3 separate regions of the Sus scrofa genome follow, and all the other regions are linked to region 1. Evidence: chromatin contacts called from public HiChIP or PLAC-seq data. All regions are on one chromosome and are shown on one strand. The core of a region is the stretch at or near the end of the contact, and the rest is flanking DNA. Distances in the headings are between cores, read along the strand shown.

Region 1 (2,700 bases), core at 122-2,621:
AGAAAACCTGGAGTTAATGAATTTGGCTTGCTTCTAGGTTTATGGACAAACTTCTAAATGTTAAAAGCATATTAATGTCATTTCACAGGTTGGTACAGATCTCAAGTTGTGTCTACAGTTATTTTACCTTAAAAATAAGTAAAAATGCTTTGCTTCTGGCATGAGGAAAATGTGAAAGAAGACTACTCAGGCCAGACACCTAAATTACAGTTTTAATTTACTAGTTGGTGTCTTAAATATTGATAAGCCTCCTCTGTTTTCTTATTTATAGGTTGGAACAGTTATCTTTTTCCAGGTTCCTTGTGGTCTCTAGTATCTCTTCATTTCCCTTAATGTCTTAGGCCAGATAGTATTTTCCAATCTTATTTTCTGTTTGTGGCTTATTCTGTCAATACCAGTAACAGATTTTTTTTCTGTTGCAGAGGTCAGAATCTTGCCGGCCCAGTAATATGGAAATTATATATCAGATGAAGATTAAAACAACAGCAAGGAGTTCCTGTGGTGACTCAATGGTTAACAAATCCTACTAGGAACCATGAGGTTAGGTTGATGGTTCGATCCCTGGACTTGCTCAGTGGGTTAGGCCCACTGAGCCTACAGCTCTGATTCAACCCCTAGCCTAGGAACCTCCATATGCCGCGGGAGCCGCTCAAGAAATGGCAAAAAGACAAAAAGACAAAAAAAAAAAAAAAAAAAAAAAAATTGAAAGTAAAACAACAGCAAAACTACTTTTCTCAATTAGTTGAACTGAGTAAAATCAGGATTTATTTTGAATTCCCACCTACCAAAATGAACCATTCGGCTTCCTTGATGAAGACACAACGGAGGTAACACAAGGTTTGTAAGGCCTTTACTTAAGGGTTTGAGAATTTAAAAGTAATGTATTAAGTAAATTTCATTTTACACAATAGTACTATTGTTAAGAAAGGGGAAGCGGGAGATTCTTAGCTTTACAGAATGCCTTTGTTTCACCTTAAAAGAGATGGAAGGATTCTGTGTGTCAAGTCTGAAAACTCACTTGTCAATTTCCTTGTAAACTTGTTTCTAACGTACAGCAGGGCAACACACACTTTGACAGCAGGTTCAGGTAAATTACAACCATTACAATTCAGGTAGAGGTGATTGCATTTATTTTCACACATTGTAACTCATCTAGCAACAGATTCAGGGGCTTTTATGCACACTGTTGCATTAAGTTGGGACTATTTGTGTCAATACCTGCTGAAATTTGCTCACCATCACACACACAGTATCAAGAAACTAGTAAAGCACAGATTGCGGTTAAAAAGCAAAATAGGCTTAGACTTAGATTTTTTTTTTTTTTTAAGAGGTCTTTTATGAGGAGCAAGACGAAGCCCTCGTTGTTATACAGGTGCTGGCCAATCACCAAATCAGCGAAAGTAAAGCTGATATGCTGGTATCACTTCCACAACCTGTCGCGCACCCCAGTAGAGAACTTGCTAAGGATTGGTAAAGACAAAGGAAAGTTTCTGTCAAAGTTTAGCAGGAGAGAGCGGCTGAGCGGGGAGAAGTGTCAGATCACATTTAAGCCCAGACCGTGGAGGAAGCCGAACATCCCCTTTCTGCTCTTTGGTCGCCGCGGAGCCAGGGAAATGCGAGAGGGAAGTTTTTCTACTGGACATCTGCCGCCTTGTCCCCGAGACGCGGGAGGTTCACAGCGCCATCAGTGCAAGTCTCGGCCGCCGCCGGTCTTGCTCCACCCCAGGGTCAGCCGACCCCGGCGTGCGGCGGAGGAAGAGCGGCCGCCGCAGGCATGCACGCCTGCTCCCAGGTGGACCCAGCGCTGGGGCGTTTCTGAACTCCCCTCGGTCCCCGGTCGGCCAGTGAGCCCAGCGGCGGAACCCTTGAAGCAGGCGCCTAGTGGATCTCCGGCCATCCGCCTCCGCCTCCTCGCGCGCCGGCGCTATGGCGACAGTCACGAGACGCCAGCTGCCCCGGCGCCCGCCAATGGGAGCGCACGTCGCGGGGAGACGCGGACGTCGCTCTTCCAAGATGGCGGCGCGTCCGTCGCGAGCAGCCGGGCCGGGGGGAAGCCAGCGAAGCCGAGTAAAGCCGCCGCCCGGGAGAGGACTGAAGGAGCTGTCGCCGCCGTTGGCGGCGGCTTGGGCAGTTTTCGCTGCTGCTACGGCTGTTGCCATGCGGCGAGGCTAGGGAGGAGCTCACTTCCCCGGGGTGTAATAATGTTAACAGAGGTAAGCGGCGACGGCGGCCAGTGTTTACCCGTGAAATGGGGAAGGGGCCGACCCCGGCTAGTCAGATAACATCATTTCTGCCGCCGCCAGGCCGGACCATAGGCAGCAGGCCCTGGGGCCGGAGGAGCAGCGGGGGTCCTACAAGTGCCCCCTGAATAAGAGCTGTGCTGACTCAACAGAGTCCCACCACCTCTGGCTTCCTGTGCCTCTTTCGCAGTTGCCACTTGCCCCTGGCACTGATCTTCCTCCTGCTGTCGCTACTGCCTAACCTGCCGCTCCCTTCGTGGCGTCTCCTTACACGCTCTCTGTGGCAGCGTTAGGTCTCTCTGCGTTGCTGCTGGTTCCTGTTCCCCTACGGTTTGTCCGAGGTCTCTGCCTTCTCGGGTCCTGGCCTCCAGGGCCCTCCACCTCCAAGCTCGGTCAGCATCCTGGGTTTGTCACTCAGCCAGACTGGCTTGTTTCCCACCCCCTACTTTGACTACTTGGT
Region 2 (2,700 bases), core at 194-2,693, 1.2 Mb after region 1:
TTTCTAAAGTTCTCACTGATGCTGTAAATATGCTACTGATGCACACCCTGGAGAAATGACTGCCTTCATATTAGCAAGTCCTGTTTCCAAGCCACAGAAGGAAGCACACTTGTATTTATCCCCTAGCTACCTATAGTGGAAGCTTGAGGCTACATATTACTGTTGAATGAAGATTGGATTAAGAGGCTAATCTAAGGCTATATATAGACAGCAGCCCCAATTTAATCTCCGCCCCCTCTCCCTCCCCTCCCTATTTCCATAAATCTCAAGATCTGAGTTACAAAGAGACCGGGAACTCTAGCAGAGGGAAGAGGCCCTTCCTACCCCCTCCTCACAGGCTGTCTCTCATAAACGAAGTACTAGTGCAAGTGTAAATTGCTTCCAAACATCCTTAACAGGCACCATAGGGCGATCAGATCCGGCTCTCTTCTACAGCTTCTACAGAGGCCAGGGGAGATGACAGTAGTGGGGGCGGGGGGAAGGGGAAGGAGGTTGCCAAAAGAGAACTACCTTCTCTCGAGACTATTCTCACAGGCGTTCACCTCGCTCGTAATGGGGAGCGCTCCTCTCCACCCCACCTCTAGCCCAGAGCCTCAACCTTGGCTTCCCTGGGACCTGCATCTGGCGGTGCCACGCAAGAGACGATGTGCACCCGCCACTTCCAACCGCGTGGCCAGTCCCTGTTCGCTCCCTCGTTCTCCGGGGGCAGCCAAATGTGCCGAGTACCGGGTCTTCACTCTGGGGCACTGATACGCGGTACAAGTAATGGTAACGGGGCAGAGGAGAGGCTTCTTCACCAAGAGGCAGGAAGCTGCTCCAGCAGGCACATGCTTCCTCCCTGCCACCTTCGGCCGGGGGGCAGCCCCCGGCGGGGCTCTAGCCCCGATTATCGAAGGTTTCCCGGATCTCCCCTAACCTAGCTGGATTGCTTCTCACCTGTCCGAGGAGGTAGCGGCGACGCGCGAGGCTGGGGGCTGCGGCAACTCCGGCAGCGACGGTGGCAGCGGCGGTAGTGGTGGCGGCAGACAATGGAGGAGTGAAGGACAGACACATTGACATCGACACACGGAGCTCGGCGCAGCCCCGCCTCCCACGCCGCCCCGCCTCCCAGCCCACCCCCGGTCCGGGTCGTTCCACGTCCGGGAAAATGAAAGGGACTATGTAGCGAGAGCCAGGGAGATGCATGCCCCCAAGCAGAAATTGCCTGACACGCAAGTTCCATATACAAAATTTAAATATTGTGTGTCCCTAGATATCTGAATGGGAAAGGATGTCAACGGGAAACCTGTAAGAGGTATTTGATTCTCCCCCTCTGATTTTCTCCATTTGGTTTTTCCTTCCCTGTCTGTTCCAATGGGAGAGTCTCGCTGCCGCCTCTTGCAGCTCCTCCTCTCGGCCGGACCAATGAAGCACGAGGGGCGGAGACTACCGCTGGGCCTGGGGAGACCGCCCGCCCAGCTCGCCCGAGCTCGCCCGCTGCTCGCCAGCCCTCGGGAGGGTGGAGAGAATTCGAATGCTTCCGCGGTTGGCTACTCAGTGTCCTAGTCTCAAGTTGCCTAACGCTGCTGCTGGCGTTCCTAATATAGACACAGCGTTTCTTTTTAATACTTCCAAAGAAACAAAATAGCAGTCAAGCTGGCGGAAGCAATGGTTCACATCAAGAAAGGCGAGCTGACCCAGGAGGAAAAGGAGCTGCTGGAAGTTATCGGAAAAGGTATGAGTGCTGGGCTGCGATCGGGGGTGCTGCCTGCCTGTCCCGGGAGGGGAAGAAGGGCGTGGTAGAGCCTGGGTGGCGCCCCGGGCCCGGCTGACCCTTGGTTACAGTTTTGCGAGGTTGGCACCCTACGACCGAGAAAGAGCGCTTCTCCCTTTGATCTGGGGCCTGTTGCAGGGGCGAAGGGGTGGAGAGGGAGAAGTGCTGCAGGGACCAGAGTGGGGGTGCAGACGCTGGTCCTCTAAATCAGCTTTTGAAACCGTGCACATTTCCAGGCTCCACCTTGATGATAATGAGCGATCTGGAATGGGGCCTCAGAATGTGAGTTCCTTAAAACTCCTAAGGTGATTGTGACGGCAGTCTTTCTCCGCGATAGTGGCCTCAAGTTTCAGGTTCTTAGACCGGTGGTATAGGGCCGTTTCGACTTCCGGAGGCCGAAAGATCTGGATCCCTAGGCTGTCCCCGCCCCCGCTTGGGGGTGGGGGGAGCTCCTGAGGAGAACGGTTCTTTATAAGGGCACAAAACGGGGTCTGTAATTTGCCGCATTAAGGCCTCCTTATAGAAGCCCCCAGCAGCTGCAGGAACTCGCAGAAAGGCGGGATGGTTGGAGAGGCGTCGCTACCACTCCGGGCTCTAATCGCGCCCTTCCGCGCTTTCCTTAACATCCCAAAGCGAGTCCCACTTCCGTTGCTCCCGGTCTTAAGGAGGGAGACTTAGGCCTGAGGGAGAAGAGCCAGAAGCCACATTTTCCCAGAAGAATTCCCTGCTAAATCCCGTTACCTGGAAGGTGACAACAGCGTGACTACGTGGCTTCTGCACCATCTTGGCGCGAGGATCCGGATGTGTGGGAACTGCCGGCGTTGTTTATGTAGTTGTTTGAAGCTCAAGAATGAGCTTGCCATAGAACTGCAGAGAGGCCAGTCTCTGCAACATAAAAGCTTCCCAATTCCCAGTGTTCTTTCTTTCTAAGTAGCATGGCTCAGATC
Region 3 (2,700 bases), core at 146-2,645, 1.7 Mb before region 1:
TTTATCTCCTAAGCAGGGCTGATTATGCAAGTGCACAATACACACTAAAGGGGAGGGAGGAGGCCTAAACTGGCAGAGAAAATTCTTATGTCTAAATTATTCTTGTCCTACCATGAAATATGAATTTTATTTTACCTTTTTTTTTTTCCTTTGGCATCATATAGGCGTTGCAGTGGTGAGCAAGATTGATAGCAAGTTCCCAACCTTAGTGAACTTGGAGGGAAAGAAGCCTGTGGGGAATGGGGGGTGGAGGAGGGTGAGGGCAATTAACATAAAATTAACAAAAAAATCAAGTACTTGATGGCAGTAATTTACACAGATGAGGACCTACTTAATCTTTACTTGGGGGGGTGGGGAGAAATAGGGTGGTAGTAAACTCTGTAGAAAAAGAGAATGTAAAATTTAATCTAATATTTGACACAGGAGTAGAACTATTCCCTGTGAGAGAAGCTACCCAATTCCCAGATAGAAGGAAGAGCTTAAGACTGAAGAGAGGAAGGGAACTGGAAAGAGGGGGAGAGGAATGTGGGAGGGGAAGAGGGTGGACTGAAAGTGGTCACTGAGCAGGGGATAGTGTAAAGTGGGGAGTGGTAAATGAAAATGCGATACAAATCATATTTTATGTATACCAAGACCTGGTAATTTAAAAGCCCTGTTAAGGAGTTTGTGTTATTCCTGAGGGAAATGGGGTCCTGTGTGGGGCAACCGGGCAAATCATGCAAATCGTGACACGTGTGTGAAAGCGTCCTCTTGACCTTAAAGCTCAACTTCCACAGGTATTTGTGCAGTTTTGGAATCGAGAACGAAGAGAAGTGTCTGAAGAGACTGACATTTCGGCTCTGGGCCCCACAAATCTTGCGCTGATTCGACGTTTGGACGTGCAACAGACACCCCTAGCATGAAGCCATTTGGAAAACTGTGGTACAATTTCCTGAGTTAGTGATTACGGAATGAAAGATGCGAGACTGGAAAGAGATGATGGGTTCGTTTTGAGAAGTGTTGCATTTGAGGCATCTGGGCTGCTTTTTAGGATTGGGTTCCCTGCAGAATATATATTCCATAAATATTTTGAAATTTATTATCCAAGCTTGTAAAACCTATCAAACCACCTTACTATTGGATATAATCAAAGTATGAACCACTATTAAATATACATTCTAAATCTAATGAAGACAGCGAAAATACGATTTGCGCGCCCTTGGGAGACGAGGGGGTAATGCTCAACCACAGGCTCCTAGGTCCCTAGTCGTACAATTGCGAAAGAGCGATCTCCCCCTGCTGGTCCTACCTGAGTACTGCAGTGCGAGGAGAGGAAATTTCCTAGGGGCGTGGTAGCTGGTGCATGACGTAGAAACCCGGCGTCCGGACATAGGCGGTTAATGACTGCGTCAGTAGGACGCGCGCCGTGGGAAGCCTGACGAGCCTCATGGCTGCGGGTTGCTCAGAGGCTTCACGGCCAAAGGCGGCCTCGGAAGGGCCGGGGGTGGGACCGGCCGGTGTCTTGCCTTGCCTAGAGCTGCCGACCTATGCGGCCGCTTGTGCGCTGGTGAGCAGCCGCTACTCCTGCCTCGTGGCGGGGCCGCACCGGAGACACATCGCATTGTCGCCGCGCTACCTTAACAGGAAACGCACCGGTATCCGAGAACAGCTGGATGCAGAACTCCTACGTTATTCCGAGAGGTACCAGTGTCTTTGACTTTTCTTTCGCCGAGCGGACACCATAACATAACATTGCCTACCCGCCTTCCTTGGGAGCATGGGAGAGGGCAGCGGGTGGACATATTACTGGCGGAGAAGGGGCAAATGGGAAAGTTAGCCCCGGTCGCCACTAGTTTACCCCCGAGGCATTCTGGAGTTGCACTCCACCTGGAGAGGCCTGTGCCTCCCTGGTCAAGATCTAAACAGGGGTTCGTTTCATAGGCAAGAAAGAAGACGTTAAGGTGACGTGAATTTTGGCAGCGGAAGGGGTGAAGAAGCTACTCCACAATTGGGTTGTAGGGGTAAGAATAGACCCAGGGGTCTGGATACCGGTTAGACTCAGTTCTTTATGTTTTCTCATTTGACAATTAAAGTTTGGAATGCGGCACTTCAAAAGATTCTCTCACTATTTGGAAAACTGTACAAGAAGCATTAGTATAGTCGTTTATTTGTAAACCTCCAGGTGTGGTTTTAGTTGTTTGTTTGGCCCTAGTATTTCCCCTGGGTTCTTTCCTCTTGTACCTTGGATCAGGGATGGGAGAAAAACTATTACTTTGTTTCTTTCTTAAGAGCCTGCTTATTGCTCTTGAAAATGAAAAAGCTCTCTTGTGCATTTAAAGTAAGCTATTAAAAAAAAAAGAAAGCTAGAAAACTCTCAGAATTAGAAGGGTCATGGGGAAGGAGCAGATACACCTTAATATTCTTCTAGACTCCTTGGCTCGAAAGCAAGGGTTCCAAAACTAGGGTGAGTGGATTTCCTATTGCCCTTCAGGAATTTAATGTAACCATGGAAATTGCAGGAGTTACCTGTGTCAGTTTTCTTGGGCAGAGTATCCATAGTTTTTACCGCCTTATCAAGGGATCCTGAACGCTACACACAGGTCTAGAATTTATAGCTCCCTTAAATACCAGCACACATTTATGTGTCTATTTTGTATTCTAGAGACTTGAAATAAAAACAAAGAAAAAACGCTGTTTCAAGGAGCTTTAAACTCTAGTGGA

The links. HiChIP or PLAC-seq counts read pairs in DNA pulled down with a chosen protein or histone mark.
Region 2: a contact with region 1 is called in an H3K27ac HiChIP or PLAC-seq map of alveolar macrophages. The contact joins the promoter of ANKMY2 here to the promoter of SNX13 in region 1. A contact is called at or near these places in 1 of 5 promoter capture datasets (liver) and 1 of 2 datasets of contacts at active chromatin or transcription factors (alveolar macrophages).
Region 3: an H3K27ac HiChIP or PLAC-seq map of alveolar macrophages shows a contact between it and region 1. The contact joins the promoter of TWISTNB here to the promoter of SNX13 in region 1. A contact is called at or near these places in 1 of 5 promoter capture datasets (fetal skeletal muscle) and 1 of 2 datasets of contacts at active chromatin or transcription factors (alveolar macrophages).

The regions. Positions count from the first base shown.
Region 1 is chr9:87,085,871-87,088,570 of Sscrofa11.1, reverse strand. It overlaps SNX13 (sorting nexin-13), which reads left to right and starts at 1,371. Exons shown (of 26, transcript XM_005667667.3): 1 at 1,371-2,213. The coding sequence starts at 1,614.
Region 2 is chr9:85,886,193-85,888,892 of Sscrofa11.1, reverse strand. It overlaps ANKMY2 (ankyrin repeat and MYND domain containing 2), which reads left to right and starts at 1,443. Exons shown (of 10, transcript NM_001243401.1): 1 at 1,443-1,714. The coding sequence starts at 1,648. BZW2 (basic leucine zipper and W2 domains 2) reads right to left here and starts at 1,060. Exons shown (of 12, transcript NM_001245007.1): 1 at 937-1,060.
Region 3 is chr9:88,784,497-88,787,196 of Sscrofa11.1, reverse strand. TWISTNB (TWIST neighbor) reads left to right here and starts at 1,395. Exons shown (of 4, transcript NM_001243956.1): 1 at 1,395-1,680. The coding sequence starts at 1,427.